6 separate regions of the Sus scrofa genome follow, and all the other regions are linked to region 5. Evidence: chromatin contacts called from public Hi-C and HiChIP or PLAC-seq data. All regions are on one chromosome and are shown on one strand. The core of a region is the stretch at or near the end of the contact, and the rest is flanking DNA. Distances in the headings are between cores, read along the strand shown.

Region 1 (3,887 bases), core at 208-2,707, 97 kb after region 5:
CGCGGTATATGGAGGTTCCCAGGCTAGGGGTTGAATCAGATCTATAGCTGGTGGCCTACACCAGAGCCACAGCAACTCGGGATCTGAGCCTCGTCTGTAATTTACACCACAGCTCACGGCAACGCCGGATCCTTAACCCACTGAGCAAGGCCAGGGATCGAACTCGCAACCTCATGGTTCCTAGTCAGATTCGTTTCCGCTGAGCCATGACGGGAACTTCCTAATCGGGTAACTTTTATTTCTTTTTCTTCTCCGAGTGCTGTGGCGAGGACTTACCCTGTTGGTATTTTTATTTGGCATGTTGAGGCAAAATATCAGCTTTACAATATAGATTCTTCTCAGGCAAACAAGAATTTATATTTCCATTTATTCAAGCTTGTTTATCTTCACCATATAACATTTAATAAAAAATTTAAAAATAAACCAAAGAGATGGAAAATAGAAGAAAAGAAAGAGGCCCAATATCAAATAATAGATGCTCCTATGAAGAGGAAGTGAGCCAGCAGAGAGAAGGAAACTAACGTGGAGCCTCCATGAAACAGCGCCTAAGCCCTAGCAGATTAATGTAAAACCTCAGCTGAAGCCTTATTCATCTCAGTTCCTATTACCCAACAAACAGCATCCAGCTTTCAACCAAAAATGACAAGGCATGCTAAAAGAAAAGACAGTACACAGTTTGAAAAGACAACCGAAGCATCAGAGCCAGACTCTCTAGGACAGAGAGTTGGGAATTAGCAGACGGGATATGTGAAGTAACTATGAGTAATACCCTAAGGGCTCTATCTTAGTCAGTTTGCGCCTCCGTAACAAAACACCACCAAGTAGTAACAGTAGACATTCTCTCACTGTCAGGAGACGGAAAGTTCGCGATCACAGCACCAGCAGGAAGAGGCCCCTGCCGCCTCCCTCCTTGTCAGGCAGGTGTCCTTCTCACGGCCCCCACGCCTCCTGAACCTCTCGGTCCCAGTCTCTTCTCCACAGAAGGACTCCTGTCAAACTGCACTAGGATCCAAGCGGAAGGCCTCATTTTAACTTGATTGCCTCTTTAAAGCCCTATTTCCAAATACCGCCACATTCTGAGATAGCAGGAGGAGGGGTGGTGATTAGGGCTTCAACCTATGAATTTTCAACAATTCAGCCCACAATAGGCTCTAATGGAAAAAAATGCAACAGAAAAGAAATATAAACAGAGAGGTGGAGATCCCAAAAATGAATCAAATTTCAGCTTAGATATTATCTCCTCAGAGAAGCTTCCCCCACCGCCCAATGTAAAGATACTACCTGCTCAGCCTCGCACCCACCGCCCAATTTTAAGTCTCTGAACAGCGTTTATTCTGCTACATGACCTTCTCTCCTCCTCGCTGGACGGAAAGCTCCGGGAGTCAAGGGCCTTGTCAGCCTTGCTCATCACTGTGTCCCTGATACAATAAATATTTGCTGAACAAATGAAAAGACTGTTGCATGTGGCCAAGGCTGATGTAATGCATTTCAGAGCAAACAAAATAACTAGGCCGCTGAAAAGATAGCTGTGCGGCCATCAAAGAAGCGTAAAAGAAAACCAGCCACTGGAAGCGACAAATGAGACAAAGGCTGCCAAGGGTGCCGCCACAGACATGCCTTCACGATGACATGGCCGTAAGGAAAGCTCCTGGAGAGCCCGAGCGCTCTGCGGGAGGCCCCGTCCCCAACCAGGGCACCAACCCCCACTAACCCCCAACCAGGGCCCCTCAGGCTCTGCTCGGCTGTGCCCCGAGCACCTCGCCAATCTTTGGGTCACGCGATACTGGCCTGGCCTACGTGTTCCTTCCGAGGATGACCAGAGTAAAATGAAGAACACTTAGCAGCTCTCTCCTCCCAGCTCCTGCAGTCATCTCACGGACAAACTATGCGACCAGGACCCCCTCTAAAGATCACACCAAGTCCACAAGCCTGCACGCGGTGGGGGGCGGGGACGCCTCTGACCCCGTCTCTGTGACTAACTGAGACGACTTCCTTTTTCCCTTTGAAAACGTTCATGGCCGAGCAGTCTTCAGAGACGGTTTTGAGGGCTCCGGGTCCACCCTCTCCCCACACTGCTGGCAATCGGATTAAAAACAGCCCTTCTCCCTGTCAGGTCTCTGTCTCAAGTATTGATTTTTGAGCGGCGAGCAGCCAGACCTGATGTAGTGACGCTGTCAGCTCAGTGACAGCGTCTAAAGGGAACGTGGACCGAGGGAAAGGAAAACAGCTTAGACGCCCACACTGCACAAGCAGAAGAACACAGACCGTGTCTCTGGGGGGCACAGCTAAGCACGTTCTGGGTGACAGCAACACAACTCATCTTGCAACCATCATGGGCGCCTCATTACTTGAGACCGGGAACATTCTGGTAGGAGGCTCAGTCTGGGGCTTGGAGGCGGCGGAGGCATGTCCACCAGTGACTTCGAGAGAGCGGGTGTGGGTGACGAGGGCTTTGAAGTGCCACCTTACATTTCTTCACAAAATGGAGACGTCAGAGCTGAACAAGACAGTGCCTGCCGTTCAAAACCCGGCAGGAGATAAAGCAGAAGGAAGAGGAGAGACTCGGTGAGCTAGAAGGAAGGGCGACAGAAAGGCTCAGTCGAGCGACGGAGGAAGCAGAGCAGAAAGACGAGGAGCAGGGCCTCTGTCCGTGAGGCCATAAAAAGCATCTAATGTCCATGTCATTGCAGTTCGGGAAAGAGTGGGACAGGCGGCAGGGCTGGAAAACACTCTAAGAAGTAACAGCTGAGATTTTACCCAAGTTGGCAAAAGACACAAACCTACAGACAGAGGAAGCTGAGCCCAGAGCAACCGGGAGAGACCTCAAGAGATCTCGGCCAAGACACACCAATGGGAGGAAAGCAAGTCAAGGAGACTCGACTGCTCAGCAGAGACCTGGGGCCAGAGGGAAGCAACACAGCCTCTTCCACATGTGGAAAGGAAAAAGTGTCAACCCCGAGTCCTTCAGAAAATGAAGGGGAATTCAGGACATTCTGAGATGAAGGAAAATTCAGAGACAGAGTCTCCAGCAGACCTACTCAAAGACTGGCTAGACCACACAAGCACTCGCATCATTCAGAACCAGCCTTCCAGAGCGCAGCTCACTTCTCTGCACTTCTCTGTCCACACCTGCCGCCACCCGCTCGGGGCGGACAGCCCGGCCCCACGTGCTGGCAGCTGCCCTTGGAAGGGAAGCTCCTTCCCTGGGGGCCCGGCCAGAGTGCAGCTCAGCCACTCTGCTACCGCCACAGGGCCCCGCGGCCCACAGGGACCTCCACCCGACACTGGCCCTCGCGCGGCACCCACCCTGGACGGCAGCCTGCAGAGTCCCGAGTGTCAGCCCTTGTCAGTCCCTTGCCATCAGCAGTCCCCCCGCCTTCCAGCGCCTCCCCCTTTATGGGCCCCTCGGGGAGACCCCGTGGGGCTCACCCAAACCCTCTGTGGTCTGAACTGAGCAATCCAGCCAGCGACCCCCACAAAGACCCTCATGAAGGGCCCAGGCCCCGCCTCCCGGTCTGCACTGGGCCCCGACCTGCCGTGTGGCCCCTCGTGGTGCCCTGTCCCCTCCCAGGACCCGTGAGTAAGAACTTCTCGGCGTCAGGCCCTCTGTGGTCCGTTGCTGAACCGCAGCTCACGCCTGGCCACCTGTGCTCCGCCTAACGAGTGTTAGTTTGACCACTCATACCGCAGCCCAACAGCGGGAGGATGCCCATCGAGTGATGGATGAAGAGAAAGCGTGGCGAGGCTACCCAAGCGGCTGGCTGTCACCTGGCCCAGACAAGGGGTGAGGTACAGCGAAATGCTGCAGCGCTGATGACCCCGGAAGACGCGCTAAGGAACGGAAGTTGCCACAGAAGGCCCCACGTTACACAAATCCCACTTCTGCA
Region 2 (3,958 bases), core at 842-3,341, 110 kb after region 5:
ACTTGGTTGACGTCAAGAATCCTACAGAAGGATGTGCACTGGGCTCGAAATGGGGACCACCTGGGTGGTTGGAACCCGGTTTCGCAGCTGCAAGAAAGCCCGTCTACGGCGCTCAGTCCTCAGCGGGCACTGCTGGTCCACCTCAGCCTGGTTCTCAGAAGAGAGTCCCCACTGGGTTCATTTCCTGCAGTCGCCAAGGGCTGGCAGGGCACCTGAAGGTACCCTTCGAACGCTGGTAGACACCCCTGGGAAGCCCCGATCGGTGGCGCGTTCAGGGCGGGACCCGGGCTTTGTTTCCTGCCCCACGGCCGTGAGCACATGGACACGGACGTCACCTTGACCAACGGCCCCCGCAGGGCTCCGGGAACCTCTCTGGCGCCCCTCTTTCACCGGGCGTCTGTGCTCTGGGTGCAGTGACTACTTCTGACTGTTCGGCGAGGAGGTCCAGCCCGTCGGTGCCTCCCGCTGCACGGCCCGCGGTGGAGGGGGGGGGGCGCCTACCAGAGACGGACCCGGACCCGCAGGTGCCTTAAGCACAAGAGGGCGGCGGCTCCAACCCAGGGGCAGAGGCGCATTAGGGTCAGGTGACGGTGTATTCTGAAAGCACAGCCATCAGCATCTCCTCACAGACTGCAGGTGGGTGTCAGAGAGAAAGGAGACAGGACCCCTCCAACGTCCTCACAGGCCTGAGAGGCTGCAAAGACAGAGCTGCCGTCAGCCAGGACTGCGAAGGCCGTGGTTCGAGTTCAGTGGGGGGAGCCTATGAATTTAGTCTGAACATACTGAGTTTGAGTCCATGCGGTAAAAAAACAAAACAAAATAAAACAAAACAGAACAAATTTAAAATGAGCAGAAGAGGCGTTCCCATCATAGGTCAGCAGTCAATAAACCCGACAAGTATCCATGAAGACGCAAGTTCAATCCCTGGCTTTGCTCAGTGGGTTAAGGACCCAGTGTTGCCTTGAGCTGTGGTGTAGGTCCAAGACGCAGCCTGGATCTGGCATTGCCGTGCCTGTGGCGTAGGCCGGCAGCTACAGCTCCGATTAGACCCCTAGCCTGGGAACTTCCATATGCTGTGGATGCAGCCCTAAAAAAGATTTTAAAAAACAAAAAACAAAAAGATACATGGACCCTTATGTTCACTGCAGCATTATTTACAACAGCCAAGACATGGAAGCAACCTCAATGTCCATCCACAGAAGAGGGGATCAAGATGTGGTCCATACAGACAATGGACTATGACTCGGCCACAAAAAGAATGAAATAAAGCCACCGGCAGCGACGTGGATGGGCCTAGGGGTTCTTATACCAAGTGAAGGAAGTGAGACAAAGACCACACGAGATCACCAACGCATGGAATCTAAAAAGTGAAACAAGAGAACTTGTTCACAGAACAGATATTCCACGCAAAGATCCTGAAACCAAATTTGTGGTCACCAAAGGGGAGACATTCGGGGCAGGGGGGACGGGGAGGCTGGGGTTCGCAAGTGTGCACAACACACACCACATGCATCGTCACGGGGCCCCACCGCGTAGCTCGGGGCTCGAGCCCGTGGTCTGTGACGGCCTGTGTGGGGAAGACACAGGCCGTCACAGGATGGACGTACCCAGAAACGCAGGGCTGATTCCCTCTGCTGCACCCCGGAAACGAACACAACACTGCGAGGCATCTACAAGCCGGCAATGCTAATCACACGTAAAAACCCCTGGAGCCGCGGCTGATGGCGGGTCGGACCCTGCGGGGGGCTGGGGAGAGCGGTCTGGGCTGAGGGACACCCGCGCAGGGCAGCCCGTGTTTCCCGGCGCTCACACAAACCAAGCGCGTGGCAGCCAGAGGCAGACGTCCCGGTGCCGCAGCGACACGGAGCAAGAGGGTAGGAGACAGGCACGAACGAGGGACGAGGGACGCGTGCGATCTCATCCCCCTTTGCCTAACGGTTACCTAACACCCGGCCGGCGTCTCAAAACACTCTGTTCTCAAGGGCTGTTTGCTGGGCTGTGACGCCAGCTCTGCAGCTTTACAGGAACGTGAGGAATGTGCAGAAGCCTGGGAAAGAGCAGCACTGAGCCGCCTACGGGGAAGGACGGGCAAGCCCAGCGAGGCCAGAGGAAGTGCAAGGATCCAGCCCGAGGGCGCCTGACAGCAGCTGCTCCGGTCGAAGAAGGCCGGACACGTGAACGCAGCCTGCCCCCTTCAGGCCAAAGGGATGAAAAGGACATGAGCTTTCGGCGTGGCAGAAAGACTGAGATTAAAAACAACAAGGGGACAAACTCCAATTTAACACCTGCTACGGGAGGGGTTGGTCCCGGTGCAACTGCATTTCCGGACACGTTAAGGCCCGTGAGGCACATCCCATTCCGTGAACCAGGACAGGGATTCTAGGAAGTGCCCGAGTAGACGGGGCTAAGGAAGCAAAGCGCCTGTTCTTTAAAACCCATCAAATTTCAGAGTCCCCATCACGGCACAGCAGAAGCGAATCCGACTAGGATCCATGAGCTTGCGGGCTCGCTCCCTGGCCTCGCTCAGGGGGTTAAGGATCCGGCGCTGCCGTGAGCTGCGCTGTAGGTCACAGACAAGGCTCAAATCCCGCATTGCTGTGGCTGTGGTGTAGGCACAGCTGAGGCTCCAACTGGATCCCTAGCCTGGGAACCTCCCTATGCCGCAGGTGCGGCCCTAAAAAGCAATAAATTAATTAAATTAAACATATCACATTTGCTAACAGGAAAACTGATAAGCGTAGGACCCAACAAAACCTTTTTCCCTAGCTTTTTTAAAAATTAGAAGAGGTTCTTATTTTCTAGTATATCCTCATAAAGCAGAATAAGCCAGTCTGAAAATTCTCTTTTAGTCCTAAGCAGTCGTGAGGTTTAGACTGATGAACACAATCACACCACCACCAGGCACCAAGAAGCACATACTATTTTTCAGAGAACAAGCAGCTTCTATTTTGCTATCCTACAGTGAAATACATACTCATCTTTCTAATGCTACAGCTTCCAAGTCCCCTTCAAGGAGACGAACCCCCAAAGCCTCAGGCCGTGTCTCCTTGCAAAGCTCCTTCCCCCACCTTGACCCGCCTGGGCTGCTCACTCCCTGCTGGGAATGGACCCTGGCCCAGGCCTCACCCGCCCCTGGGTCACCTGTCCCCATGCAGACGAGGCCTCCTGCCCACGACCAACCCGAGGATCGCCCTGGGTCCTCACTCTGGCCGCACTGTGGGTCACGGAGAGCACTGCAAGGGAGCCGGGCCCTCTGGGAACCTGCAAGCCCCTGACTCCTCTCCCTTCTCTGAAAGTGTACTTTTGCCTTGATAAAGGTGTAAAATGTCTACCTTCCCGTGCTTTGCTATGGGAGACGGGGAGACGGGACCAAGCTGACAGTGAGGCTATCACCAAAATACACACCAAATTTCAATCTTAAGCTACACTAACTCCACACCTAAGTCAGGAGTCAAACACCCTGGGCTGGAGAGACCTTGTTTTTACCTGACTGTGGTAACACAGAACTCCAAAAATATCAAGTAGGACGGCCTTTCCAAAGCTCCATTAGGCTTTGGGCTGTGCTCACTGCGTCAAAAGAGCCAGTGACCGTCTTCACGAACAAGACAGCCTGACGCCCCAGGGGCATCAGTGTCACTGAGGCAACTTCAACCGACCCCCCGAAGCACAGCATCCAGAGTCGAAGCAGGCACGATCCATCCCGCTTAAAGAGCGCCACCCCTGGTGGGCATCAGCAACGCGCACTCCTGGGTCACCTGCAACCTCAAGAGCTGCGCACAAAACACCAAACTCATGAGGACTTGCACTTGGCCCTGGACAGTTTCTGGAGCAGCAGAGCCAGAAAGGCCCTAGAGGACATTCGGCCTAAGGCCTCCTCTTCGGGAGAAGGCAAACAACCGGCAGGAGGTGCTGGAGGAGCACTGGCTGCAAACGCATGGTCCCGGGACCTCTATCTCAG
Region 3 (3,709 bases), core at 1,067-3,566, 120 kb before region 5:
GCACAAAGTCCCCCAGCTGATGGGTGACAAAGGTTTGGAGTTCCACTCGGGAGGACCCACTGTTGACAAATGGTGCAGCAGCAGGTGGGCTGGAGCCCACGAACCTGACCTCAGCCTCCCCGCTAGTGCAAAAGGTGACTCCACAGAGATCACAGAGTAAGTGCCAAAGAGAAACGCCAGCACGTTTAGGAGAAATAAAGACTCTCTCAGGAGCTAAGTTTAGGCGAAGGGTTCTTAGACGTGACACCAAAAGGACAATCATAGAAGGAAAAATGACCAAACCAGATAATGGAAATATTCACATAAGGAGGTGTGGGGAGGTCCTTCACGGCCTCTCTGTGAGTTAAATTGCTTTTTACGCTATTCACACCAGCCTGTGTGTGGCCTGTCACCATATATTGTCCATCGGCTTTAATTATTAAAGAAAAGAGTGCATCGACTAGAAATAAAATAGGTTCACATTAAAAATAAAGATTAAGGCGTTCCTGCTGTGGCTCAGCAGACACGAACCCAACTAGTATCCATGAGGATGCTGTGTGATCCCAGACCCCGCTCAGTGGGTTAAGGATCTGGTGCTGCCGTGAACTGTGGGGTAAATGGGCAGCTGCAGCTCTGATTCAACCCCTAGCCGGGGACTGCCGTGAACTGTGGGTAGCTGCAGCTCTGATTCAACCCCTAGCCGGGGACTGCCGCCGCAGGTGCCAAGTGCCTGGGGTGCCAGGGCTGGTGTTCCTTCGATGATAAGACTTCTTTCCCAGATGCCAAGGCCATACGGCTTAGTCCAGTTTTTTGAAACCCTGAAGGAATGTAGCCCTAACTTTTCGATGTTCCGTTCTGACAAGACTTACAACTGCTGAAAACCGTGCTTCTCTGAAGCAGTTCCTCAGAGCGAGCCGAGAGGGCGTCTCCCGGGCTGTAGTCCTCAGTCTGGCTCGAATAAAACTCTTGTCTATTCCTGGTGTAGACTGATTGCTTAAGGGATTATTCTCCTCAACAAAGCTGAGTTCATCCAAATTAAAAAACCTTATTCTGCGAATGCTCACACGCAGAGCATAAAAAGAAGCTACAGACTGAGAGATTATTTGCACACCACGCGTGGTGCAGGGGTCTGGGCTAGAGAGAACGCTTAGAGTCTGCTAAGAACTCAAACAGTCTGATTTGAACACGGGCAAAACACGTGACAGGGCATTTTGCCAAGAGGACCCGCGGATGGCAAGCAGCGAAGGGGAAGAGGGTCCCAACCCCAGCATCAGGGAGCGAAAGGCCACAGTGAGATACCCCTGCAGCTTCGGGGAGGCTAGACCCCAGCAGCGGCCACACCGAGGCGGAGGTGTGGACGCTCTGGGTCTCTCCCAGGGATGGAAAATGGGGCAGCTGCTCCAGAAATGATTTTGGGTGTTTTTTTTTTTTTTCTTTAAACAAAACTAAAAATCTGTATTTATCCCAGAAAAAAAGACTTGTGGTCACACAAAAGCCTGTGCGCCACTGTTTAGAGCAGCTTTCTTCGCAATGGCCTAAACCCAGAAACAACCCAGGTGTCTTTCAATGGGTGGATGCAGCTACACCTTGGAACCCCGCCTCAGAGGTGGACAGGGACAAACGCAGCACACGAAACACCTGCATGGGTCTGCAGAGACCTGTGCGGAGCGGGAAAGGCCTGCCTCAGAGCCCACACGCTGTCTGGGAATGAGAAAATGATGGGGGGGAGGTCAGGTTAGTGGTTGCCAGGAGTTTGGGGGTGGGGGTGTCCTGCGGGGACACCAGGGCCATGAGAAGGACCCTTGGGGAGGGACAGAGGGGTCGTCACAGGATGGTGAACTCAGGTTAGAACTGCACTGAACTAAAATCACACCCACAAACACACATGCGTGTGGAAGTGGTGACTCAGAGCTTTGCTGGAGAAGTGGCAACGTCTGCTTCTTGCCTCCATCCGGGAGCCTCGTGTCTGCATGCAGGACACCCTGCCTAAGGTCCACACACAGGCCCCCTCCGTGGCCCGCAGCGCTGTGGCCCCAGACCCGGGAGGGAGCCCCCTCCCCGGTGCAGGGCGCCACCAGCAGGACGAGGTCCTTCTCATCTTCACGATGGTGTGGCTTTCTCCCAGGGGACCCCAAAGCCCTGGTTCCCGCTTGGGCTGGAAGGACAGGAGTCAGCTCCGCCCTAAATAGAAGCGCAGTTCCCAGGGAAGCGCGTTGGCCATCAATGAATGAGAGAAAGAGGTTATGTAACGCGAGTAAAAATAGACCCCTGTTTAAACGTGTTGGAGAGGCTGGAGGAGAAGCTCTGTTTAAGCTCCTTATGAAACAGACGGGCTTCCGTCCGCTGGGCTCCCAGGGCCATTCAGGAGAACACGGTTCAGCTGTTCCGTTCCGGTCAGGGGATGGCGGTGGGTGGCGTGAATTAGCGAGCCGGCTGCCGGCTAAATCCTCTTGGTGGAAGGAGATCAATTTTCACAATCCAGTGGCTCTGTCACAGCCCCGCTGTCTGTGCTGATAATTGCTTTTTGCTCTCTGGGGCGTGTGCCTACGGATCTGCGCAGCCGCACGCCGAGCACCAGCCGTGCTCCCTGGGTGCGGGGGCGGGGGGGGTGCAGGGCGGGGAGGCGGAGGGTGAACAGGCCGCGGCTGGGGCGGGCTTGCGGGCTCCAGCCCCCCTCCCCCGCCACCCCTCTCGGGGACTTTGGAGCCTCCTGCCCTTCCCCCTCCTGGCTCACTGACAGCGCATCCGAGCGCTTTCGCAACCTCACAGCCGGGACCACGGGATCCTGGCGCGACTCCGTGGGGTGGTCACTAGTAAGCATGTCACCCAGGGTCGCACTGACCGGGTTGTGAGCCCTGGCGATCTGGCTCCAGAGTCTGCCCGCCCCCCCTCGGGGGGGGGGGTGAGTGCCCCTCACCCAGGGGAGGCACCTGCAACCTGGACTCAGGAGCCCCGGGGTCCAGGCCGGCTGTGACCATCAGCCACGTGGCAGACAAGCCAGTCCATGCCCACCGCCCCTGCTGCACGGGGCTCTGCGTGCCGCTCCCCGGTCTTTGTTTAATGGGCCGTGATGGGTGCCAGCATCAGATGTGGACCGGGCCCTGGAGCACTCACACCCCCACCCCCGCCCGCCGCCCCCCACCAGAATGATGGAGGCGGACCCTGTTTCTGAGCCGCAAGCCGGACGCACAAAGGCCCCCGCTCGCCCCAGGCTTTACTAGCAAGGGCAGGCAGATGTGTGAGACCAAATGGACAAAGTAAGGCAAAGCACGGGCAGTGGGTGTGCAGAGGCTGGGGTGACCCCGAACATGTGCCAGGGGAACACCTCCCTGACTGGGAACATGTGGTCACCTCCGGAGGGAAGTGAGGGGGCAGCCCCCTGGAGGAAGAGCTCTCTGGGCGAGGGAGCAGCACGTGCCAAAGTCCTGGGGCAGTAGCAGGCTTGGGCGCTCCAGGAGGCAGGCCAGGGAGGCTGGATTGCCTCACTGCCTCCAAAATGCTTATAGCAGTGCTTACCCCACCAACAAAAAGCAGATGGGGGGGTGCCCGGCCCGGGGTTGGGGGAACATAGGCCTACAAAGGGGCTCAAGGAACTTTGGGGGTGAGAGAAATGTTCCGAATCTTGACGGTGGTGGTTGTTTCCCGGGTGTAGACATCTGACAAGCACACCGATTTATAGTTTAAATGGGTGCAGATTATCACACACGAATTTTACTTCAACTGAAAAACG
Region 4 (3,604 bases), core at 1,080-3,579, 99 kb before region 5:
GGGCCACTGGGGGTCAGAACTGGACATAAATGACAACACGTCAGTGTCCTTTGGCCGCCGAAACAAATGACCACAGATTGGGTGGCTTAAAAGAACATAATTCCGGTCACAGTTCTGGAGGCCGGAAGTCCAGAGTCACGGGGTCTGGAGAGCCAAGCTCCTAAGCATCTCGGGGACAGCCGGTTCCCGGTCCCTCAGCGTCTGATGCTGCGGGAACCCTGTCTTCCATGGCTTGTAGACTCCTGGCCCCAAGCACAGCCTCGGCCACCGCAGGGCCATCCTGCCCAGCGTGTCTGTCCTGTCCTCTCAGGACCCGCCCCCTTCCAGGCTGATCCTATCCTGACTCATCCCACCTGCAAAGAGCCGGCGCCACACCAGGTCACCGTCAGGGCACAGGGGTTGGGACATGGACAGTCAGGGCACAGAGGTCAGACTACGGACATGTCTCTTAGAGGCGGGACAAGTCCACCCGCAACAGGTGGCAAAATGATCCCCTCCCCTTAAAGAGCCACACTGGGCGGAATCGCAGAGGCTGGGCCTTGGGGTGTGGCCGTGGCTGCCCAGGTGCCAGGCGCGGCCCATGCCAGCTGCCCTCAGCAGCAGCCTGGGGACGGTCGGTACAGTCATGCTGGCCCCGTGCTGCACTGCTGTCCGGAGGGTCACTGGGGCTGCCCACTGTGGGCCTTCGTGAGGACAAGGGCGCTGTTCATGTCACGTGGAACCGAGAAATGTCTGCTGCCTGGGCTGCCAAGACTCTGCAGGCCTGGAAGGGCCAGGTCGATGCCAGACCCCGTGCAGGGCAGCCCAGCAAGGAGGATCTGAGACTCCAGCCCTGGCTGTGGTGACCGGTCCCTGCCCAGCAGGCGGGGCTGCCAGGAGTGTCCAGAGAAACCATTAATATGCGGTGGCACGAATCTGGCATCACAGGCCGCCTTGGGGGCCGCTGACTGGGGCTTCCAAGGCCCCTTGGCCCTGCCCGGTGGACAGAGTTAGGACTTTTCTTGTAGAAGGGGACGAGAAGGCCCTGGAGGGGAATACGGGGCAGGCACAGCCTGGGGGCCACACACTCACTGTCATCGTCCACCGACTGACAGAAGAGGACTGCCCGCACCAGGGGGCAGGGTCAGCCTTGTCTGCTGTGGGGGCTCTGCCTGCCAGTAGGGGGCCCCAGCCTGGCCCCCAACAGGGAAGGCTGGAAGCAGGTCTCTGTGGGGAGCTGCCACCTGTCCTAAACACAGTTTCAGCAGCTCAGGCAGTTCGGGGGAGGGGGCAGTGACAGATGGACCAGGGGAGGGGTATAAGCCCACTCCCCGGGGGCATGCACTGCGTCATTTGGCATAGGGGATGGGCCACTGGGGGTGCCTCCTCTCCTCCTCCCACCAGCCCCACCAAGAAGCCCCTTGAAGGCAGGCTCGACCAGGCACCCAAGAGCCAGCTTGGCCACTGTGCCTCCTGAGCTGACAGCTTGGTCTTCCAGAAGGATCTGGAGTCAGGGTCCTGGGAACATCCCAACGCAGAGACCAGCCCCAGCCCCACCCAATGTGGGCATCTCCATGCACACACTCCCCTGGGAAACTAAGGCAGGTGGGAGAGGCTGGCAGGTGGGAGAGGCTGGCAGGTGGGAGAGGCTGGCAGGTGGGAGAGGCTGGCAGGTGGGAGAAGCTGGCAGGTGGGTAATGCAAAATGCTTCCTCATTTTCAACATGGACGCAACAGTGCCCTAACCCCGGCAAGGCCGGAACTTGAGCGGCTGCTCATGGAGCAGCCGTGAGCTGGCTGGTGCAAGGGAGGAGCCTCCCCCACGCAGGATCATCCTTGACAGGACTGCGCTGCTGTCTTGCCATCATCCTTGACAAAACCACGTGCCACGTCCCAGCGGATGTTGCACTGAGGCTCCATGAGAAACTGACTCCCAGCCGGGAGGGGGCAGGCGTTTGCTGAGCCTTGGAGGGGGGGTCAGCACCACCACGTGTCTGGGGGGCCCCCCATCTGGGACTCTGGTGTGCTCCACAGCTGGTGACTTCCCCCAGGCTCGCTGACCTCGCTGTCACAGACCAGGACCGCACCCTTGGAACTGGTTCCCCTGAGTGCAGGGCTGGGCGGGACCGAGACCCACCAGGCTGAACCCGGGATGCAAATGCCCGGCCTGAGAAAAGGGAAGGGCGTCCAGCCACGGCCCGGAACCGGCAGCCCCGCAGCTGGCTCGGGAAGCCCCCTTTCCTCGGAGTCAGGGCTTTTTGTCGTATTTTTGGAGGGGAGTACCGAGGGGGGTGTCCCTGATTAATGAGTCCCAGCGTCTAATCTGCCCACGTGCAGCTGCCCCATCCACCAGCCCCGTGGGCCTCTCTTGCCCATCCAGCCACAGCAAACGGGCGGCCCCAGGGTGACGCTGTTTGTCACCCCCAAGTGTGAGGCCCAGAGTCGGACAAGCCAGGCTGCAGAAAGGCAATGCCAGCTGCTCTACCAGGGCTCATGTGGGCACAGGGGTGGCAGATCCGTCGCTCCTCGGATGGCGGGGGTAGGGCTGGGGGAGGGGAGGCGAGGGCAGTGGGGGAAGCACAGGGGGGCGTCGCTAAAGGAGAAGCACTGTTCTGTCCGCCCCCCCCCCGCCCCCAGGACACATGGAGCCTCCTTCGGAGGAAGCCGTGGGCAGCGGCCTTTGCAAGACCAGGGCTCATGGCAGGAAGGGGTGTCCCTGTGTGTTTCCGGGACAGGAGGGGCGGGGGGGAGTGCTGAGTCCTCCATCTGGCCGATGGGGGAGCCCTGCCCTTGGGCCCGGAGACCTAGAGGAGGCCCCTGCCCAGCGTGAGTTTCACGGGCAGCCGCGGGCAGAGGCCCTGGCAGGAATCTTCTGGTGGACAGAGCAGCCGTGGCCGCAGCCTGCCCAGCTGGATTGCCGCCTTACACAGCCACCTTACAGGGGGCCGTTTGTTGGTGTGTGTGTGGGAGGGGCGTCTGCCTGTTGCTGGCTGGTGAGCAAAGGCTAATAAGCCATGGGGGCGCAGCAGTAATTAGCCACGGTCCAGGGCTGGCCCGTCATCTGTCCACATATCGAGACCTGCACCTTGACCCGAGGGGGGACCGGCAGCCATCAAACGGCCAAGCGGGCTCAGAATTGGCCTCCAAGGCTCCGCAGTGCATCTGAGAGCTCTCGTCCCACGCCCATCCCCCCGCGTCACCTTCGCACCCGTGATAGTAAAACGTCCCCCCGCATGTTTGAATCGGGCCATGAGACAAACATGCTACAGGTTTTGAAGGCTCATGCACCGTTACTCCCACCTCTGATGCACGGTCTGCAGCGTCTAAATGTGACTTTTAAGGTGCTCTTTGGAAGGGAGCCCCCGAGACAGGAAGCTGTCACAGGCGTGGTCCCCCGCGGGACCCACAGGCCCTCCCACCTTCCAGCTGTAGAACATTCTGCAAAGGAAACACCCACAATCGATGCTTTAGTCCTACTTGCTGGCTTCTCTTCCACGATGCGTCAGCCACAGGGAAGGATCTTACAGCCTCCAGGAAAGTTTACGTCGGCCCCAGGCCTTCCTCTCCCCACCCCTGAGCTGCGAACAGCAGTTTCAGGGACTCTGTTTATGAAATGAAGGGTGAAG
Region 5 (4,064 bases), core at 969-3,468:
CCTTCACGGGAACTGCGCACGGGAGCCTCTGGGCATGGGGTTTGCATCACAAGCCTCTCTCCTACCACACCGTACACCTTGCCTTACGAGGGGCGCGCGTGTGCACACACACCCCACGCACACACCACACACACACACACCCCCACTGGCCCATCCATATTCACCGCGGACCCCAGGGGTTCGTGAGAATCAAAAGGAACTTAAACCCAACACAACTGGGTGAGATCCTGAGCATCTGACAAGAATGTATCCTCCTGCAAGAAGATCTGAGTTCTTTCTGCAGAAGAGATCGGCTAAGGGAGAGACGGCTTTGCTGTCCTAATTAAATCAGCATGTAGGTGCCAAAGATATCATTTATTAGTTTCGACGGGAGAACAAAAATAAAGTCACAAAGCAAAGCAAAAAACAGGCAGGGTGAGCGAGGCACGTTCTTAACGTGGCTTAGGTGGCAAGATCCCTGCTCTCACCCCCGCCAAAGTATTTCATCGCTCCTTGTTCAATGGAAGAGCTGAAACAGGACGACTGCTCACTGCTGCCTTTGCAAAAATAAGTTTCCAAAAACGGGTAAGAGCGACTGGTTTTACCGTTTAATAATTATCTGCTAAGGTGGAAGTGCCCAGTTTCACTCCAATTGGTCCTTCCACCCTCAAGGCAGGGCTGGCTTACGGCGGTACAGAGATCTGCTCGTTTGTTTTCATAGTAAATGAACAACCGACCTCCGCGGGTTTAAAACCGGAATGAACGACGACACTAAATAAAAGTTTAATGAAGCAGATCTGAAGTATGATCCGAAAAGCAAGAAAATAATTGCCCAGCTTACAAAAATCAATCTCTCTCCCTTCTACAAGCAACCCCGACTCCCACGTACACCCAAGGAGAGACAGCCTTCCAGAACTGGAGGCTTAAGTTGATGAAAATTTGAAAATGATACACTTGGCAGAAGTCACAGTGACAGGCAAACCTGAGTCCTTACCTGATAAAGCTTTACGATATGAGGATGATTCAGAAGCTTCATGATCTGAACCTCACGATATATTTTCTCCAAATTGCTTGAATCTAATCGTGTTTTGTCGATTATTTTTATTGCAACCTAGAGTTTTTTAAAAGATAAAGGAAGTTTTGTCTTAAAAAAAACCTTCTCCCTTAAGCTAATTTACACATTTCACTTTTTGTGGGTTAATTTCTAAAACACTTTGCCTCCCCAAAGGTCACAAAAAGTTCGGGGAGGAAAATAACTGAAGTAATCATTAATATTACTTAAAAAGTCAAAGTTCAATAAATGCCTCGTCCTTGCTGGCTCCAGCTCTGGATCATTATTCTCTTTGCTGCCCCCAATATTCATACAAATTACGCATAATCATAACATAAAGCTTTTTTTCTCTTCATCAAACTGAGAACTGTCAGCATTCAGACCTCAGGACGAAGGACCCCACAGGCAGGGAGGGAATCCACCAGCTCCCGGCCCCAGGGGGCAGCGTCCACCCCGGGTCCCGCCGCCACACGCACCTGGGTTTTGGTGACTCGATGCCGGGCCAGCTTCACCACCGCGAAGTTGCCCTTGCCCAGGGTCCGCTCGATGTCGTAAAAGCCCACCCGGAGGGGCTTCTGCTGGCCCTGGCCCGAGCCCGCGGGGGCCGCGCTCAACTCCGACATGATCACCATGGCTCCGGGCCGCACCTGGGGGGGAGCGCGCTCCGCTCAGCTCGGCGCTGGCCGACCGACCCCCGGAGCCCCCAGCCCGCGGGGCGCGCGGACGCGCCGCCGCTCGCCGCCACCCGCCCCCGCCGGCGATCAGCTCCACCGCGACCCCCGATCCTGGAGCCCCGCGGGACGTGCGCCCCGCTCCCAAGCCGGCCGGCCGCCCCGCTCGGGCTCCGGGTTCCAAGCCCCCCCCGGGGGTCGCGGACCCGCCCGCCGACCGTGGTCGGCTCCATCCCGAACCTCGAAGCCCGGCTGCCAGCCGCCGCACAACAAAGGGGAGGCCGGCGACGGCGCCCCGGCCCGCGCCCCCGCGCGCGCACCTGCGGGGCCGCCGGAGCCCGCAGCTCCGAGCCCCGCGGCGGCCGCCCGCCCGGCGGGCTGCGCCTCACCTCCGACGCCCTCGGAGCGCCGAGGCCGGGACGCCGCTCGCCCCGCGGCCCCTGCTGCCCGCTCGGCCACTTGCGCTGCCCGGCCGCCCGCTGCTCGGCCGCCCGCCGCCCGGGCCGCGCCGCATGTCAGCTCTGAGCCCGGCGCGGCGCTCTCCGGCCGCACGCGCCGCGCGCCCCGCCCGCCGGGCCCGCCCCCGCCACGCCCCCACGTCGCCGGCCCCGCCCACGGCGGCCCCGCCCACGCCGCCGCCGCCGGATTGATACATCCCCATTGACGTCCTTTTGACGCCAGAGCGACGCGCGGCCGAGCGCCAGGAGGAGGGAGAGCGGGAGATCGGGCGGTTGCCAAGAGACTGGCGGCTCTGACGCGCGCGCTGATGAGGCCGTCGCCTTGGCGACCGCGGGGCGGTGACGTCAGGGGCGCCGGCCGCCCGAAGCTCGCCAGCCCGCGCCCGCGTTCCCGCCGGCGCGCGCCCCCTACCGGACATCGCGGGCGCTGCGGGCGGCTTAACCCTTCCATCCCCGGGCGCCACCCTGCCTCCTGCCCGCGTGTGCGGGGACCCTCCCAACAGGGTCGGTTCTAGCGCGGTGCCAAAACCCTCTGACGTGCAGCACAGTGGCGGCGGCGTCCTGCTGGACCCCTACTCGAGGGTCGCCATTAGCCGGATGGGGATCTCATGTGTCCCCCATTTTCTGTCGGAAATAATAGAGACAAGGCCTTGGAGCCTATTAGGGGAAGTACTGGGTGGGGCCTGGGAAACCTCACAGACTCGCAGATCCGGCACAGGGTGCAGGTGAGAGCAGGCCAGCTCCCACACCCCAAATTGGCTGCCCTCCAGAGGGTGGCAGCTACGTACATGGAGGACCTGGGCAGCCCAACTCCAGTTAGGAATCCTAGTTGTTTAGCTAGTTAGAGACTTCAACAGGGGACTCGTGATCTGCATCTCTGCAAGCTCCCCTGGTGCATCAGAGTGTCATGGGGGCTGCGACTGAGCCCCTGGGCTGGGGGCAGGGGAACGCTGTTAGTTGTCTGTCCTCCCGCCTTGCCTCGCCCCACCCCAGGCGGGCCAGGGGAGTGGCTCAGCCGCCTGCTCAGCTCATTCTCTGTCCAGCCTGTGGGTCAGAAGCCAGCTGATGACTGCAGGCAGTTCTTTGCCGTGAAGCTCCTCCCTTTGGTGGAAGAACCCGCAGGCTGGAGAGAGGAGGAAAGTCCCCAAGGGCTGGCTTCTGGGATGGCCGGAGGACGGATGCGAAGGGACTCCACTCAAGGTCTTCCCGTTCCTGGGGCCGGAGATTTGCGAAACCCAGTCACAATACCCTCAGTAAAGGTCGGCCCTTTGACGAGCGTCCAGGTGCTCTGTATACAGGTGGCAAAAGAGCCCTGTCCCTGGGAGGAGCAGCCCCTCCCAAGACGGCCGACAGACAGGGGCAAGAGCAAGAGCCTCATCCCTGGCGAGCCTGGACCCTGCAGGTCCCCTGGCCTCAGTTTCCTCTGCCTGCTGCCCGATCCACAGCGCCATCTGCCCAGGGCTGCAGGAGTGGGGACTTTGCCCTCCAGACCCCGGTGCCCACAGCCTCGTCCCCACCCGGCAGCAGATGTGGGGTATCCAGCGGCCTCACGGCTCACTTCACGTTCCTTCATCCTCACCAGAAAAGGAAATGTTTCCTGAGGGATGACAGAGAGTGTGGCCAACCGTATTTCCTAAATGTTAGGGAGGCAGCATCATGAGAGTTAAATTCTGCCTCCAGCTTAGAATCACATCCCCTCGTGTTAAATAAAAAGACCACTTAAGAGAAGGGGGTGGGAAACAAGCATCAGTCAGAGTGGGAGTTCCCATGTGGCTCGGTGGTTAATGAACCTGAGTAGTATCCATGAGGACACGGGTTCGATCCCTGGCCTCACTCAGTGAGTTAAGGATCCGGTGTTGCTGTGAGCTGTGGTGTAGGTCACAGATGCGGCTCGGATCCCGCTTT
Region 6 (3,830 bases), core at 432-2,931, 70 kb after region 5:
TTCAACGCCTATAAACCCCCAATTTTTTGTCTTAACCCCCAGTTCTTCCTAGTAACACCCAATTCCTCCTGTTAGGCCAAGGCTCTACCATCTGACGGCCTGATTCAAGCCCGAGTCCACATTCCTGGAAACGTGACCTTGGACACAGCACTTAACCCTCAAAGCCTCGGTTTCCGCCCCGGTGAGACAACTGACAACCTCAGTCTTTGCACGCAAGGCCTGGAGGAGGTGGGGGGACATGGCCCCCACAAGGCCCCGGCATGGGGGACGGGCTGAGCGCTCAGGTAATGTCTGCCCAGGCACTCTGATGGTGACTGGGGGTCCGAGCCTGACACTGGTCCGAGGCTACAAGGTCTAGCCCAGGGCCAGCGCAGAGGTCTGGAACGGAGCCATCACACGAGAGCATGCCCAGGTTTGGGGGAGCCCCCAGAAGGGGGGTATGCAGGGCAGGTTTCCGAGAAGGGCTTGCCCATTTGTGCACCTGCCGTCACATCTCACAAGATGAGTGACTGCGCTGAACGCCAGGGTGACTAAGACCCACTCCAGCCTGACCAGGAGGGACAGACACACTCAGGACAGACCCACTCCAGCTTGGCCACCCAGGCCTGCCTCTACAGCAGAACAAAGGGGGCTCAGGAGCAGACCCTGGTGTGTTTCTGGAGAATCCCAGGGAAGAGGTGCCAGGAACAGAGGGCAGACAGCCACACTGTGCCTTCCTGGGCTGACCATCTCTGAGGGCAACTGTCTTAGCTCGAGCCACTGTCACAGACCGCCACGTGGCCAGCCCTCACACAGGCTCTTACTCCTCGCAGTTCGGGAAGCTGGACATCCAAGACAGAGGTGCCAGCAGCTGCAGGTTCACGGAGGACTGCCTGCTCCTAGATGCGTCCTTGCAGGCTGCCAGTGCCCTGCCCTGCAAGAGGCCCAGTCGGCCCCGAGGCCCCACCCAGGGGCCCAGGGAGAGGGCAGAGGACCACATGGTTACACCCGCAGACAGCGTGGCTGGCAGGAAGATGAGCCAGGGGTCCAGGGCTCAGACCGTCACCCCACGAGAGACAGAGCTTCCGGGGCCCCGTGGAGACAACCCCTTGGGGTGCCAGGCTGGAAACTACAAAAGCCCCGGCAAACTTTCTCCTATTTGGTAGCCTCTGGAAGACACAGGAGGGGACGGCAGAGATGCCGGAGGGACAGACTTGTGAGGCCGGTGAATCTCAGACAAGCCCACACCTCCAGGCACAGGCCGAGGGCCAGCAGTGTGGTCAGGGGTGTGGGGGCCACCCAGCTGGTCGGGCTGTGCTGTCCAGCTGCCCCATCCAGCCTCCTCGGGGACACTGCCTCAGGACAGACTCGCCCTGGCAGCATCACTTGGTTCCGAGGTGCACAGCCTGTAGGACCAGCCGGGTCTCTGGCCGGAGCCCCACCTCTCAGCTCTCACGTGCTTGCGGTGTGCGAAAGAAATGCACAGATTTTAACGGGAGCCCAAACTAAATGCCCTCAGGAAAAGGAAAACTAGGGCAAAAACACGGGCATGTTCCAAAGGCAGAAGCGAAAGTGGATTCGGACCCCAACCCATCAGATCGGCTTTGCCACGCGGCCCCGCCCCTTTCCGTGACTCTGACTTTCTAAGAATGAAACCCGGCAGATCCGAGCTCTGGGCTCGGCCGGGAGGGAAGGGACAGGGTCTGTTCAGATCCCCTCCCGGAAGATGAGAACTCAGCTGCCCTTGTCTGTTGGCTTTCTTGGGGGCCCGTTCCTTAGTCCCTGGGGCGGGGGGGGGGGGCCGGGGGGGGCACCCAGGGCGAGCCACCCCCCACCCGCCCGGATCAGAGCTTCCTGCTGTGACACAGTCCCGTCCCCTCCCCCCGCTCCCTCCCCCGCGGGGCCAAAGGCCGCCCGCCCAGGCCGCGCTGTTCCAGGACTTGGAAGGGGCAGCGTGTGCCGAGTAGGGCAGGGGTGGCGAGTTTCGGGGACAGGAGAGCCGTCCTGGGCTGTGCAAACCCAGGGCCGCCGGCTGGCGCTGGGGATTAACGTCCTGGCCCGCAGTCGCCGTGACGAATAATTGCAGGACAAACAGGAAGGCCTCTCACCTGCCAGAGCCCCCGGCGTTTCCTACGAAACGACAGCGCCCGGCGGGAACAGGCAGTTTTGTTCTTTGCGCCGAGCCTCTGGGCCGGTGACGTCAGCGGCTCTAAGGCCGCGTCCGGTCTGGTCTGGCCCGGGAGCTGGTCCGCAGGCAGGCACCGGGGCCTCGGAGCCGGGGCCCTGTCCCCACGCCCGCACCTCCGGCCGGGACCCGGCTGCTGACTTCGCGGCTGCTCCCGCTCCCTGACCCGAAGACAGGGCTTTGCTCGGGCAACTTGCAGGAGCAGGATTTTCCCAGCACCGGAGGGAACAAGATGAAGGAGGCTTTGGGCGGCAGGACCCTGGGGAGCAGGACCAGCAGCCTGGGGCGTCCGCCTCAGGTGGCCTCCGCCCAGCATCTGGTCCCTCGGTTGCTGGTTAAGGGGACATGTGCACAGCTGACCTCGGATGAGCAGGGCGTCCAGGTCTGTCCTGCAGGGCTCCGGGCCCTGCCCCCTGGCACAGCCTCCTGCCCAGCGTCTGAGCCCTGTACGCTTGGTCCAGAAGGAGCTGAACGGATCGAGGCGGCCCCCGAAACGTGGGGGGTGAGCGTCCTCCGTGTCCCAGGAGGCCGGCAGCCACGGCCCTGCCGCCAGCAAGCAAACCCAGGTCTGCCCACCACGGACACACAGGGAGGCACCGGAGGACAGCTGTCCACCCTGACCCCCAGGCCCGTTTTCCCCAGCTCCGCCCAGGAAACGCTTGACGACATCAGGTAGAAAAGGACAGGCCCTTTGTGACAGGCCTGCTCAGACCAGACAGGTGACAGAGGGAGCCCCAGGCCTGCCCAGGCCAGGCCCCACCCCTGCCACTGGCTGGAGAACGGGCTGCGGCGGCTGGAAGACAGCGGGCAAGGACGCGGCCGCCTCTGGACGCTCACTCTGGCCTCGCTGCCCTCCACTCGGGAGAGAACCCCTCCGGGGAGACTTGGCGCTTCTTAGTTGTGGCCCAATTCCTGCCAGGATTTCATGGGCGTGGAGACCAGGAAAACAGGGGAACTTGGCTGGACCGGAGCCAAGCCCCCCTCCTGGCTCTGGAGGCAGCAGGACAAAGCCCACCCAGGCAGGCAGACACACGCGTGCACACGCGCTCGTCACAGTGGGTGTGTCACGGCTGTGAGGCATCAGGTGACAGACACCAAGCCAGTCTGGGTCATCAGCGCCTTCTCGGCACCTTCTCACAGCTGCAGCTTCCTCCCGCTTCATGGTGTGGCCGACGGTCCTACTGCAGAGGGGCCGGGTTTCTCAAGTTCCCAGGGCATGACACACGAGCGCCCCGTGAATTTAAGGACGTCATAAACAGCTTTTATTACTTTGGTGAAAAATATGGGCTCAGGGAGTTCCCGTCGTGGCACAGTGGTTAACAAATCCGACTAGGAACCATGAGGTTGAGAGTTCAATCCCTGCCTTTGCTCAGTGGGTGAAGGATCCAGCATTGCCATGAGCTGTGGTGTGGGTCACAGACACGGCTGGGATCCTGGGCTGCTGTGGCTGTGGTGGAGGCCGGCAGCCACAGCTCCGATTAGACCCCTAGCCTGGGAACCTCCATATGCCACAGGAGCGGCCCTAGAAAAGGCAAAAAGACAACAACAACAAAAATATGGGCTCAGGAGCTCCCATTGGTGGCTCAGTGCAAATGAACTCAACTAGTATCCATGAAGATGCAGGTTCCATCCCTGGCCTTAGCTCACTGGGTTAAGGATCTGGCAT

Evidence for each region. A called contact is a pair of places that touch in the nucleus more often than the background predicts. HiChIP or PLAC-seq counts read pairs in DNA pulled down with a chosen protein or histone mark.
Region 1: an H3K27ac HiChIP or PLAC-seq map of skeletal muscle shows a contact between it and region 5. The contact joins the enhancer-like site here to the promoter of SIK1 in region 5. A contact is called at or near these places in 1 of 5 promoter capture datasets (liver), 11 of 47 Hi-C or Micro-C datasets (brain, embryonic fibroblasts, epiblast stem cells and 5 more) and 1 of 2 datasets of contacts at active chromatin or transcription factors (skeletal muscle).
Region 2: a contact with region 5 is called in a Hi-C map of skeletal muscle, with 4 times the contacts expected there. The contact joins the enhancer-like site here to the promoter of SIK1 in region 5. A contact is called at or near these places in 1 of 5 promoter capture datasets (liver), 24 of 47 Hi-C or Micro-C datasets (adipose tissue, alveolar macrophages, brain and 13 more) and 2 of 2 datasets of contacts at active chromatin or transcription factors (alveolar macrophages and skeletal muscle).
Region 3: a contact with region 5 is called in a Hi-C map of skeletal muscle, with 7 times the contacts expected there. The contact joins the enhancer-like site here to the promoter of SIK1 in region 5. A contact is called at or near these places in 8 of 47 Hi-C or Micro-C datasets (alveolar macrophages, blood, embryonic fibroblasts and 5 more) and 2 of 2 datasets of contacts at active chromatin or transcription factors (alveolar macrophages and skeletal muscle).
Region 4: a contact with region 5 is called in an H3K27ac HiChIP or PLAC-seq map of skeletal muscle. The contact joins the enhancer-like site here to the promoter of SIK1 in region 5. A contact is called at or near these places in 13 of 47 Hi-C or Micro-C datasets (alveolar macrophages, blood, embryonic fibroblasts and 8 more) and 2 of 2 datasets of contacts at active chromatin or transcription factors (alveolar macrophages and skeletal muscle).
Region 6: a contact with region 5 is called in a Hi-C map of skeletal muscle, with 8 times the contacts expected there. The contact joins the enhancer-like site here to the promoter of SIK1 in region 5. A contact is called at or near these places in 1 of 5 promoter capture datasets (liver), 11 of 47 Hi-C or Micro-C datasets (heart right ventricle, liver, mesenteric adipose tissue and 4 more) and 1 of 2 datasets of contacts at active chromatin or transcription factors (skeletal muscle).

What each region holds. Positions count from the first base shown.
Region 1 is chr13:206,561,079-206,564,965 of Sscrofa11.1, forward strand. All of the region lies in intron 8 of HSF2BP (heat shock factor 2-binding protein), which reads right to left. Among named protein-coding and RNA genes, the nearest start is that of HSF2BP, 66 kb to the right of the region's middle. Within about 2 kb of position 1,458, at least 25 of the 83 cell types and tissues checked have an H3K27ac peak or open chromatin away from gene starts, as enhancers often do. A contact at or near this core is called in fetal liver, liver, retroperitoneal adipose tissue and 1 more, where this site is marked.
Region 2 is chr13:206,578,265-206,582,222 of Sscrofa11.1, forward strand. The region is part of intron 8 of HSF2BP (heat shock factor 2-binding protein); the gene reads right to left. Among named protein-coding and RNA genes, the nearest start is that of HSF2BP, 49 kb to the right of the region's middle. Within about 2 kb of position 2,092, at least 61 of the 83 cell types and tissues checked have an H3K27ac peak or open chromatin away from gene starts, as enhancers often do. A contact at or near this core is called in adipose tissue, brain, embryonic fibroblasts and 7 more, where this site is marked.
Region 3 is chr13:206,340,990-206,344,698 of Sscrofa11.1, forward strand. No RefSeq gene overlaps it. Among named protein-coding and RNA genes, the nearest start is that of CRYAA, 49 kb to the left of the region's middle. Within about 2 kb of position 2,317, at least 30 of the 83 cell types and tissues checked have an H3K27ac peak or open chromatin away from gene starts, as enhancers often do. A contact at or near this core is called in embryonic fibroblasts, liver, skeletal muscle and 1 more, where this site is marked.
Region 4 is chr13:206,364,097-206,367,700 of Sscrofa11.1, forward strand. No RefSeq gene overlaps it. Among named protein-coding and RNA genes, the nearest start is that of CRYAA, 72 kb to the left of the region's middle. Within about 2 kb of position 2,330, at least 26 of the 83 cell types and tissues checked have an H3K27ac peak or open chromatin away from gene starts, as enhancers often do. A contact at or near this core is called in alveolar macrophages, omental adipose tissue, retroperitoneal adipose tissue and 2 more, where this site is marked.
Region 5 is chr13:206,463,584-206,467,647 of Sscrofa11.1, forward strand. SIK1 (serine/threonine-protein kinase SIK1) reads right to left here and starts at 2,219. Exons shown (of 14, transcript XM_021071058.1): 1 at 2,091-2,219; 2 at 1,507-1,677; 3 at 974-1,090. The coding sequence starts at 1,662.
Region 6 is chr13:206,534,525-206,538,354 of Sscrofa11.1, forward strand. No RefSeq gene overlaps it. Among named protein-coding and RNA genes, the nearest start is that of SIK1, 71 kb to the left of the region's middle. Within about 2 kb of position 1,682, at least 48 of the 83 cell types and tissues checked have an H3K27ac peak or open chromatin away from gene starts, as enhancers often do. A contact at or near this core is called in liver, mesenteric adipose tissue, retroperitoneal adipose tissue and 2 more, where this site is marked.